Regions from separate parts of the Zea mays genome. Here all the other regions are linked to region 2. Evidence: chromatin contacts called from public Hi-C data. All regions are on one chromosome and are shown on one strand. Each heading gives the region's core, a stretch centred on a gene start, on an enhancer-like site or on the middle of the called end of the contact. The rest is flanking DNA. Distances are from core to core; before and after follow the strand shown.

Evidence for each region. Hi-C and Micro-C count contacts between places; a contact is called where the count stands out from the background.
Region 1: a contact with region 2 is called in a Hi-C map of leaf, with 5 times the contacts expected there. The contact joins the promoter of LOC542315 here to the enhancer-like site in region 2. A contact is called at or near these places in 2 of 25 Hi-C or Micro-C datasets (both in leaf).
Region 3: a Hi-C map of ear shows a contact between it and region 2, with 3 times the contacts expected there. The contact joins two enhancer-like sites. A contact is called at or near these places in 3 of 25 Hi-C or Micro-C datasets (ear, leaf and tassel).

What each region holds. Positions count from the first base shown.
Region 1 is chr5:65,204,248-65,208,113 of Zm-B73-REFERENCE-NAM-5.0, reverse strand. LOC542315 (starch branching enzyme 1) reads left to right here and starts at 2,224. Exons shown (of 14, transcript NM_001111900.1): 1 at 2,224-2,349; 2 at 2,432-2,500; 3 at 2,880-3,087; 4 at 3,208-3,277; 5 at 3,597-3,863. The coding sequence starts at 2,251. LOC103626470 reads left to right here. Exons shown (of 9, transcript NM_001368267.1): 8 at 1-156; 9 at 259-763. The coding sequence ends at 594.
Region 2 is chr5:65,035,987-65,040,227 of Zm-B73-REFERENCE-NAM-5.0, reverse strand. No RefSeq gene overlaps it. Among protein-coding and RNA genes, the nearest start is that of LOC118472021, 19 kb to the left of the region's middle. Within about 2 kb of position 1,512, at least 17 of the 20 cell types and tissues checked have an H3K27ac peak or open chromatin away from gene starts, as enhancers often do. A contact at or near this core is called in ear, leaf and tassel, where this site is marked.
Region 3 is chr5:64,860,695-64,864,385 of Zm-B73-REFERENCE-NAM-5.0, reverse strand. No RefSeq gene overlaps it. Among protein-coding and RNA genes, the nearest start is that of LOC109939492, 32 kb to the right of the region's middle. Within about 2 kb of position 1,730, at least 16 of the 20 cell types and tissues checked have an H3K27ac peak or open chromatin away from gene starts, as enhancers often do. A contact at or near this core is called in ear, leaf and tassel, where this site is marked.

The DNA of each region.
Region 1 (3,866 bases), core at 975-3,474, 170 kb before region 2:
GATTATGCTTCTGTCGACTGCCCTCTAGACCCCGATGAAGTCAAGGATAGTGAGCGCCCAACCAAGTTTAGGCTCCCCCAGCCAGATGATCATGTTAGGTGTTCCACTGCCATAAAAGAAAGCGTCCGTGATGTCGTACTTGGGGGCGGTGAATACGTAAGGGGACAGATGCTCATATACCTTCATCTGTTTTACTCGAAATTACTAATGTTTTCCCTATGTCAGCTAAAGTGAAATCTCACCCGACCAATCTTGCAGATTGTGAATGACTTGAAGTTTACCGTGAACCATGCTGTGGAACCCATCAATGAAAAGCTGCACATGATATCCGAGAACATCAAAAAGCGTGAGAAGGGAAAGAGGAAAACGAATGATGATAGCTGCATCAGTTCACCAACATCCTTGACCAGGGTCATCAGTGGGATTGATGATCCGCTCCTGAACGGAAGCTTGAGTGACAACAGCGGTCCAAAGAAAGCACGGAGGCAGCGCAGGAAATCAGGCTATGCAAGCGCAGAGAGCGGTGGGGAGAGCAGCGACCATGGCCTAGGCGGGTTTGAGATCCGAGGGAACAGATGGATTACTAGGGAGTGACAGCTAGGAGCAATCTGTGGAGATACTATGTAAATGTCACAGGAGTTGGCCTGTGGTGATGTGCGATAACCGGGCCAGTGGGTTCTGAGCGTAAGACGAGGTCTCTAGCAATGATATGTTGTAGCGTGACTAAATCGAGATGAGCAATCAGGTTGTTGTCTGTTGATTCTTTCGGCTGACCATTTCGGCTGCTGAGGCCTTGATCCTGTATTTGAGATGTCAGGCCTACTTAGAGCAAATGCTGGAAGGAAGCAATGTGCCTGTTCTGAGGTCCCTCCAGCATCACTTGTAATTTGTAAAGTACTCAAGTACAGACTAGAACTAGTCATGCATACCAGAAGAATAGATAGATGTTTCAGAAGTTGAGGCCTGAGATGCCGTGCCACTCTATTTGCTCTGTTTCATGCTTTGCCGTTATTATATCACTATTTTCACTGTTCATTCTAAGGCCGTTGTCACACGGGTACCAGAAGAGCAGAACACCTTTTTACGTTCCTTTTGCTGCTATGGATGGACTTCGAGAGTTCCTTGAGAAAGCACTCTCATCTATCTTTCCAATTCCTTGTTTCCTTGTGGATCCTGATCACTGAAGATGGCCATTTGATTTTTCACTTTTCAGTTATATATAAAGTGAAGACGGTTGTCTCACGCAATATGTGAAGTGCAAGATGAGCTCTACACTGCAAGGAACCCCAAGAAAAAACCACAGGTAAGTTTGTCTGATTGACAACGGCTAGAGCTGTCTGACGATGCAGATGACTCCGCATGTTCATTCATCACTTTAATTTGTTAGAAAAGCTACACAAAAAGCACATCAGAAAAAAAGAAGAAAAAGCTATTTAGTGGTACTACTAGTTGCAACTTGCAATAATGATGATGATAAATCTGCACAAGCCATAGCTATGCTATATGCTATAGCTATGTATATGTACACAAAAAATACATTTTTTGTGCTATTTTTTTTACCGCTAGTATAATATCCATGTCTTGCTACAACACACAATCATATTTAATACCTATAAAAAATAAATTTAATATTAAAATAAACATATGGTCCACACCATATATTAAACTGCTAAAAACAAATATTATAACTCATTTGATCGTTCATCCTCTTTCGGTTAGTGAGGTGGACAGTGAGAGCGCTGCATCGTGTTATTGGGTTTGACTGGTTTCTCACGGCTCATCTGTGTTGTAACGACCTATCTATGGTCAAACAAACTATTAGGATTATTGTTAGGCGAAAAATGAGGGAGATAAATAAACCTATAAGCAGGACACATGAAACATATGCTTTAAACAGTAGAGATTAACAACATAAAATAAAAAAAGGCAAACCGGGAAGCGTGCAAGCCCAAAGGCCAATCGGCCCAGAACCAGCTCCACGGTTGTTCGTGTCCGCCCACGTGGCACGCCCGGCCATTCCGGGCCCACAGATCCGGCTCAGGGTCATGTGCCACTGCCATGGCCCCCTCCTTGTCGCAGCGGCAGATTGCGACGGGGAAGAAAGGTGAGGAGACCAAGCGAAAAAAATCACGCTTTCATTGCGAGGGGGGAGGATAGGGAGGAAGACGCCAAGCCAGCTCCAGTCCGGCACCCGATATAAAGCGGCAGGCACTTGGATTGCTGACGAGATGGGACTCACACGCCGTCACAATGCTGTGCCTCGTGTCGCCCTCTTCCTCGCCGACTCCGCTTCCGCCGCCGCGGCGCTCTCGCTCGCATGCTGATCGGGCGGCACCGCCGGGGATCGCGGTAAGCTGCGGCGATCCGGGGGCTGGTGGATTTACTACTTTTGCTTTTTTTTCTTCTGTACTGATGGTTCATAGTTTCGCAGGGTGGCGGCAATGTGCGCCTGAGTGTGTTGTCTGTCCAGTGCAAGGCTCGCCGGTCAGGGGTGCGGAAGGTAGATCTTTCCCCAGATTAGAACACGTTGTTACGGACAAAATGGAATTTGGTAGTAGTTTTGGAGAGAGAAAAAAAACTCTGGAATTTGTGGATTGGGTCTCGCTCTCGCTTTGGATTTGGCTCTAGTGCTTTGTTATCAGTAGTAATCATTTTACCAAGTCTAGCGGATCTCAGATTTCAACTGAAGTTGTTTAAATTTTGGTGGTTGGTTTTCTTCAGCCATCCTAATCATTTATTACATAATAATTAGTTGAAATAAAGTGCTATATTTGATATTTCTGTGGTTGCTGCAGCAGCTAATTAGCTTCACTACATTTTCACGTGTTAGCTTCTATTGCTCGTGTAATTCTGAATCTGGCTTTAACGCACTGTGCAAGGTCAAGAGCAAATTCGCCACTGCAGCTACTGTGCAAGAAGATAAAACTATGGCAACTGCCAAAGGCGATGTCGACCATCTCCCCATATACGACCTGGACCCCAAGCTGGAGATATTCAAGGACCATTTCAGGTACCGGATGAAAAGATTCCTAGAGCAGAAAGGATCAATTGAAGAAAATGAGGGAAGTCTTGAATCTTTTTCTAAAGGTTAGGCTTAATACATTCAAATGCTAATACAAGGACCATTTCACAATATTTATAGCACCTGCCCATGCCGCAAAATATTATCTGCATCATCAACATTTCCGGATTTTGTATTTTTTTCAGGCTATTTGAAATTTGGGATTAATACAAATGAGGATGGAACTGTATATCGTGAATGGGCACCTGCTGCGCAGTAAGTTCTAATGTTGTCATGCAAACATGATGTACTGGCGGGGTATCGTTTTTTCCCATTTTGCTTGTGAAGAGATATCGTCTGATAGTAACTATATTAAAAAAAAAGAACAGCTAAAACACAGGAGAGTAATCAATGTTTGGGAGTAGAAAACTGTTCGGATATTTCATTCTTGTGCAAGACTGTCATGTCTTAGCTGAGGAGGCTATTTTTTTTCTTGCTGTGATTACATAATGCTGTTTTCTTCTTATGACAATATACTTTCCACTATTTTAATAGATTGATGCATTTGACTTGAGTTTTTTACTCATGGGTGTAGGGAGGCAGAGCTTATTGGTGACTTCAATGACTGGAATGGTGCAAACCATAAGATGGAGAAGGATAAATTTGGTGTTTGGTCGATCAAAATTGACCATGTCAAAGGGAAACCTGCCATCCCTCACAATTCCAAGGTTAAATTTCGCTTTCTACATGGTGGAGTATGGGTTGATCGTATTCCAGCATTGATTCGTTATGCGACTGTTGATGCCTCTAAATTTGGAGCTCCCTATGATGGTGTTCATTGGGATCCTCCTGCTTCTGAAAGGTC
Region 2 (4,241 bases), core at 263-2,762:
TGGTTTAGTCGGACTATCCACGGTTTACAGTTCCTGACCGAAGTCAAAGTGGTGTCGTGGACGGTTTGCGAGAAGGGACCGGACGGTCCACACTCGGCGATTTCAGAACTTGAGTTTCTGACTTCCTGTTGATCTTTGAGTAATCTTGTCCAAGTTGCTTTGGCTAAACTTGAGAGAGATCCTATGACTTAGACAAACATCTCAAGTGGCTTTCCATCTAGTCTAAGTCATGGATCATGAACATTTTAATTATTTAACTCATATTTCTTCTTTTGCTCAAACTAGCTCCAAAATAGTGATATGTTGATTTTGAGCTTTCTAACCTTTCTAGAAGTGTTGAATAGGTTCCTCGGGGTATTTACTTATCCAAAGAGTAGAACTATTGGTAGTTCATCTATTCCATGTTTTACCCATATATGGTTGGACCCGAGCTGATTCTGACTTAGAAACTAAACTATTGAATCTTATGAACCTGTGAATCAAAGACTAGGCAAACTAGTTAGTCCGAATGGTTGTGATGGTCATCAAGCACCAAAATATAAGAAATAGTTTAAGACCATTTCCCTTTCAGCGTGTCCATGGCATATCACCCTCAGTCGGATGGCCAAACTAAAAGGGTTAATCAGTGTGTGGAAACCTACTTCCGCTATTTCGCTCAAGCATGCCCGACCAAATGGGAAAAGTGGCTATCCTTAGCGGAGTATTGTTATAATAAAAGCTACCATACATCTCTGACACATACTACTTTTGAAGTACTTTATGGATATCCTTGAGTTTCGACATCAAAGATGCTTGCCAAGTACTGGCCCTCCAAGATTGGCTTGAGGAACGCAAACTGATGATCCAGTTGGTCCAACAACAACTGCACCGTGCTAAACAGAGACAAAAATGCCAAGTAGATAAGTATCATTTAGAACACTCATTTGAGGTGGGGGATCAAGTCTCTTAAAAATTGAAACCGTAAGTTCAATCTTCCCTGGTGAAACAAACCAACCACATATTGGCTTTCAAATTTTTTGGAGCTTATCCGGTGATCGCTAAAGTGGGTTCGACGGATTATAAATTAGGTCTTCCAGCATCCTGCAATCTGCACCCAGTCTTTCATGTATCACCGTTAAAGAAAGATGTAGGTTCCTCCTGTCGGGTTAGTTCTTCTTTACCAATATTTTCATATCACTTACAATGGTCAGAAGCAGTATTGCAACGCAGGTGTATTTCCACGCCGGATGGACCTTCACATCAACTTCTCATCAAATGGTCCTCGTGGCCAGTTGGTCTCGCTACTTGGCAAAATGAAACCACCATCAAAGAGCAGTTTCCTCATACTCTGGCTTAGGGACAATCCAACTTAAAGAGGGGGAGTATGTCACACAACCTGAAGTGAACTCTGATGCACAACCTGAAGTGAACTCTGGTGATCAGAAGGCTAGAAGCAAAAGCAACCTAGGCGCGGGAAGGGTGGTTCGAAAGAGGAGGCCCAACCAATTCTGTCGTGGGCCAGATTGGATCGTGTAACGACGGCAACGATCTAGTTGCGGCAAGTATTTGAGGATGCATTCTTATGGCTGTTGGAGTGTGTCGTGGAAAAGACGTTGATGGTCGACTGCGTCCGAAGTAGGCTAGCTACCTTGTTCTTCGTCCCATCATACGAATTTCTCGTGTAAACCCTAAACTTCGTGAGAGGTGTAAGAGCACGGGGAGCGGTGCTCGAAGTCGATCAAAAACTGTCGTACAAATGTGGTGCTAATGAGACCACGTGTGTCGTGAAAGCCTACGTGACACAGAGTGTGGACACAACTTGAGTGGGGACCAGTGCGGGTCACATGGGTCCTCCTCGTACATCCTTAGTTCGTTACCAATTATCATGCATGCAGGCCTGGTTGTTCGTGCTTGAGCTGCACAAAATATCTACCGTTAGGACTAGTCTGATCCATCAACACTCCAGATATGCTCTACCAACTTCATTCACCATAGAGCGGCTCTACTCCAAAGTTTAACAATATTTTGATGTGTTTGGCTTATAACCCAAATTAAGTTTTTATTTAAAATGTCTATGTTACCCTTACAATGATGTTGTATTTACGGTTCTTTTAAAGTATAAAAATATTATAATGCAACATATAAGTGATTTACAATTGTAAGTTATCACGTAATAATTTATAGGTTTGACATTGATCGATTACTAGTATAATTTCATAATTGACAAGATTTACTTGTATAAATCATTCAAAAAAGTCCCGAACCACATCAGAACTGTTAGAACAGAACCAATCAATTGAATAGGAGAATTCAAGTTCCAATTGTCCTGCAATCGAAACATCTCAATCACGCAGCAAAAAAATGCGGCACCAAAAAACAATTGCTTTCTCCAATCTAGGAAAAATTGATTGCTTTCTTTATCACGCAGTCAAGCTGCTGGCCACCCTCGCTTATGCCATGCCCGTAGCCGACGAGCCCCGGGCCATCGTCTCCCTGCGCCTGGGAGCTGTCGCGGGAGAGCCGTCATGCATAAGATCCCCTGGTGAGCCTCCATGGCGAGCCTCTGCACCTAGCCCTTGACCGGCGAGTTACTGGCAGGAGAGCCACTAGCGAGCTCCTAGCCGGTGTGGTCGTGGTGGAGGTCGAGGAGCCCATGCGCCTAACGGGAGAGCCCCTGGCGAGCAACTGGCCGGTGTGGCCGTGGTTGGGGAGCCCTTGCGCCTAGCCCCTTGCTGGTGTGTGGCCGTGGCTGGGGAGCCGCTATGCCTGGCCCCTTGCTGGCGTGGACATGATCGACAAGCTTGGTCGTCGTCGAGCCCTTGGTGAGCCTCCATGGCGAGCGCGACGAGGTCTATGCATGGCCACTACGGGAGAGACGATCCATCGATCTCTTGTGGAAATAAAAACAAATTGTTACATGTGTAACATGTGGCAATGGTGGGTAAATACCCTTCAAATCTACGACTACATACAACAAATGAATACTAGGAGCATCTCTTTTGTTGTTCTACCAAAATGGTGGAGTTGCCCCCCAACTCCACGTTTTTTTGAGCAGAGTTGCTAGAGTTCAGCGTGGTTGGTAACCAAATCATGGAGCGAAGTATCATAACATGGAGTGGGAGCGACGGCGACGACCTCCCTTAGGACCGAGCAGTGGCAGTGACATCTCCTAGGAGCGAGCGGCGATGGTAGATCCTAGAGGCGCCTGTGACGGTGGAAACTCCTCGAAGCTGCAATGAAGCAGGCCCCAGAGTTGCGCGACGGTGAGGCCGTCCGAGGGCAAGTGCGGCGGCGGCGGCAGCCACCCGGACGCTAATGACGACGGATCTAGGCAACGACATGCTCTAATCATTGTTTATGTATGGGGGTGTTGGTTGGACACTTTTTATATCAATTATAATGCACGATGTAGGTATTTATACAACTTTCTTATAAGGATTTATGCTTTGTGTGATTCTTATCATCCAATTTTTGCGCGTATGCAGTAGAAATGAAGATGCCATCCAAAATTTGCGCGCTTGCAATAGAAACTCTCACGACCTATCATAATTTTTGGATCTGCATAAAAGTAGGAAACAAATGCATGCGTATGCTGGTTGCCATATTTTTCAGAACTGCCGTAAAAATAGCACTGCATGCATGCACCTGGTGAGGGACACATCCGTATGCATGCGCCTCATGGAGGGACAACATACAATTGCATACTTATTTTTATGCTACTTCGTATACATATTTATGCCAACATCAATAGGTTTTTATGATATTGTTGGGGACCATAATTAGGGGTACCACCAAGACTCCTAAACTCGGCTGGTAATCACCATCAGCACAAAGCTACAAAGGCCTGATGGACGCAATTCAGGTCAAGGCTCCGTCCACTCAAGGGACGCGATCTCGCCTCGCCCGAGCCCAGCCTCGGACATGAACAGTAGACCCAGGTGGATTCACGCCTCGCCCGAGGGCCTCCTCAAGCAACGGGCGCACCTTCGACTCGCCCGAGGCCCAGCTCGGGCAGGCTTCGCGGAGAAGCAACCTTGGCCAGATCGCCTCGCCAACCGACTGTATCGCAGGAGCATTCAATGCAAGGATCGTCTGACACCTTATCCTGACACACGTTCCTCAGTCGACAGGGCCAAAGTGACTGCAGTCATTTCGCCCCTCCACTGACTGACCTGACAGGAAAACAGCGTCGCCTGCACTGCTCTGACTGCTGTGCCACCCGCCAGGGTGAGGCTGACAGCAGCCAAGTCCAGCCTCAGGCG
Region 3 (3,691 bases), core at 481-2,980, 180 kb after region 2:
AAATTCAAATTTTACAATATTATAAAGTGTATAACTTACTAAATTAAATAAATTAAATAATATGGGTTTAATTGGGCTGTTCCAGCCAAGCCCATCCCAAGCGTGCAGGACGTGCTGGAGGCCCAACGGGCCAGAATTTGAGGTCCAGTTCAGGCCCGTCTTCGAACGGTGTCAGCTCGGTCCATATTATTTTGTACCGGATCGTGTTTTGGGCTTCTGTCTTTGGGTCGTGCTCGTGCTGGTTCAAAGAAGTACCATATTACCAACACTAGTCGCATGGATCAATACTATTTTTAATTTGCCAAAAAAAAAGAAGCCAATGTTATTGTTCTCTCACATACAGTTCAAGCACGTATTGCATTGGCTCGTGCATAGATTGTTGTGCATGCATGATGCATGAAACCTTAACACCAAGCTAAGCAGTAACTAAAATGTTGGCGTGCGGATGTTGAGCAAGGAGACCCTGGTCTGCACCAGGCTCCTGAACACCTTTTCGCTCTCGCTCTCCAGCTCCCTGACGCACTGCTCCAGCTCCTGCAGCTTCTCCAGCGCGGCGCCCACCCGCCGCTCCTCGCCGTCGGCCACGGCCTTCCTGCTCCTGGACAACCCCATCTTCTTGGCCGAGGCCGAGGCAGCAGGCGACGCCGCCAACGCCAACGCCGCGGCGGCGTCGGCGACGGCGCCGACCTCCAGGAACACGGCCGCGGCCGCCGCCGCGGTGCCGTTGACGGCCTCGGCGACGGCCCTGGCGACACCGGGTGTGGACGCGGAGGCAGGGCGCGCGCACGCGCACCTAGAGGCCCCGCGCGCGACGGCGGCCGCGAGCAGGTGGAGCTCCCGCCCGGCCCGCCTCTGCGCGCGCGCGGCCGAGGCCAGCCTGGCGGCGTCGTCGCGCCTGCGCACGGCGGCGCGGAGCTCGGCCGCGTGCTGCCGCAGCGCGACCAGCGCGGCCAGGAACGTGCCGAAGGCGTCGGCCAGGACGAGGAAGCCGTCGAGCAGGCTGTCGGCGGCGTGCGCGTGCGCCGGCGGGAGACGCAGCAGCAGCTCGTCCAGCACGCAGAGGAGCGCGCGGACGTGCGCCAGCGACAGCGGGTACTTGGGCCCCGGCCTGGACGTCCACGACCGCAGCGCCAGCAGCTGGTCGTCCACGTGCGCCAGCAGCGGGTGCGTGTGGCATGGCACGCTCGCCGACCGCACGTGCCCGGCCGCCGCTAGTGGCGCCGGCCTCGAGCTCGCCGGCGGCGGGACGGTCGTCGTCGTCGTCGGAGCCATCGGTTTAATTATATCACCGTCGTCGTCGTCGTCACGTACGAGTGCGATTACTGTCGGTCTCTCTCTGTGCGTACCGTACGTACGTGCGCCTTGATGGCTTCGTAGTCGCGAGCTGTGTCTGTATATATGGAGCGAGGAGGAGACGACGTCGAGAGGAGGCAGCTGCTATCTGGAGCCGTTAGGTTGTCGCCGTGGTGGTCACTGTTTGAAAATCCACGCACACGGCAGCATAGCTGAGCTGAGCAGGCCTGGTCGCCTGGATGGATCACCGCCGACGAAGCTTCTGTGAAGTGGACGTCCGCATGTCCGCCACGTACTTAAGAACGAAATCCGAGGATCGGGAGCAGTTTGAAGATAGGGTGGACTTTAGAGACGGGAAGGGAGAGGATGCAGATGCGTGTTGCGTTGTACGGCTGGCAGGCACCATGCCAGCTGTGGATGCCGGTCCAGTAGCCCACAAAGCCCGGCCCACGACGACATGATGCGAATAGAATATGGTGCACGAGCGAGGGAGGCATCGCATCGCATCGCATCTCATCTCGTCGTCTCTCTGTATGTATTAGCTGCAGACAGGCAGGCAAGAAGTCTATGTCTATGGAGATGAGACATGACAGGTGTGTGCCTGCATTGCATGCGTGCGTATCCCTAGCTGAAGCCGTGTGACTGACAGCTCAACCGATCCAAGTGCTTAGACGACGACCCCAATTGTACGTTCTTAATCACGCACTTGTTAGTACTATACCGCGTGCACGCATCAGCTACACAGCATCATACATATAGATCAGAGTAGAGAGTAGACTCGAATCAAACTAGATCGGTAGGTTTTTGGCAACATATATATAGATGCCCATGCCCTCCAGATAATTACCGGCGGGGCTGCAGTACATGTTGTCTGCGCTATTGATTTAATTCTCAACTGCATGCCATATATATATATATATTGAAATCAAAATAAATAGACAAGTCTTAGAGCTAGTTTGAGAACTCCATTTTTCTAAATGATTCCTATTTTTCCAAGAAAAAATGAACTAAACTCTCTTGGAAAAATGAAAATCCCTTTGGAAAATGAGGTTCCTAAACTAGCCCTTAAACACGGCGACGACCCGTATTTCACAGCCCCCCACCCACCGGCCCACCCACCTAGGCGTCACCCATGAAAGTATCTAGGCCCCTGGTTGGTTTTATTGATTAATGACAACGTAATGTTATATGTGACTAACGTGTGTTTTGCAGAGACAAATGGTAAGTTAGGTCGCATTACAGGTAGAAGTACTACAACGGTGAAAACAATCCCAGAGATAAGAACTCGAAGCGACGGCTAAAACAACGAAACAAAAGGTGAAGGACTACGGAGTCCGAGTGTCAAGGAGATGTGGACACTTGTGATTTAGTTAGGTCTTTTATTATCTTTTAGCCGTACTATAAAGAGGGGTTATCGATGAGTAGTTTGACCAAGAGAGTTCTAGTGTAGTGTTGGTGCACAATCACACTCACATACAGTGCTAGGTGTCACTCTAGAATTCACTCACAAGTTAGAACGAAAATCGATTTGAAAATCAGCTGAAAAACAAGAGGTAGGGTTTCTGGCCCTGGGGCACCGGACTGTCCGGTGTGCACCGGACTGTCTGGTGCACCATCTGCCAGGTGGGCCAGGCTGGCCCAGGGGAAGGCCTCCCCGGGCAGCAAAACCCGAGCGCGACTGTTTCAGAAGTCAATTATAGTGGCGCACTGGACTGTCCGGTGTGCCATGAGTCCAACGGCTAACTGTCAGAACTAGTCGTTGGAAACGACCGTTGGCGCACCGGTGGCGCACCGGACTGTCCGGTGCGCCCGTGCGCAGTAAAATGCCTGTAACGGCTAGTTGGTGGGTGAGGGCTATTTATACCCCCTTCACCCACCATATTCAATGTCTTGCACCCCACATTTATTCCAGCACATTGCTAGAGCATTGCAAGCACCAAAAGCCTAGTGAGGAGATTAGAGAATCTTAAATCCCGCATTTGTTCCTCATTAGCGCTAGCGAGAGCTACCTAGAGCACACACCACTTGCATTAGGCTTCTCTTGGTCAAGCGAAAGTCTACGACTTGTTACTCTTGGTGATCGGCATCACCTAGACGGCTTGGTGGCGTTGGGAGCTCGGTGATCACCGTGAAGATCTTGTTGGTGACCCGACTCAAGTTTGTAAGCGATCTCGAGGGATCCACCGCGCCGGAGTGGCAAAGGATCATCTCATAGTGAGCACTTGGTTCTTGCGAGGACCAAGGGGGAGCGATACCCTTGCGCCGGTGCTCCAACGAGGACTAGTGGAGAGTGCCGACTCTTCGATACCTCAGGAAAAATTGGAGGAGTCTTCTAAACCTTGCTTTACATTTCGCACTTAATTCGAGCACTTTTCATTGTGTATTTGTTTAGCAAGTA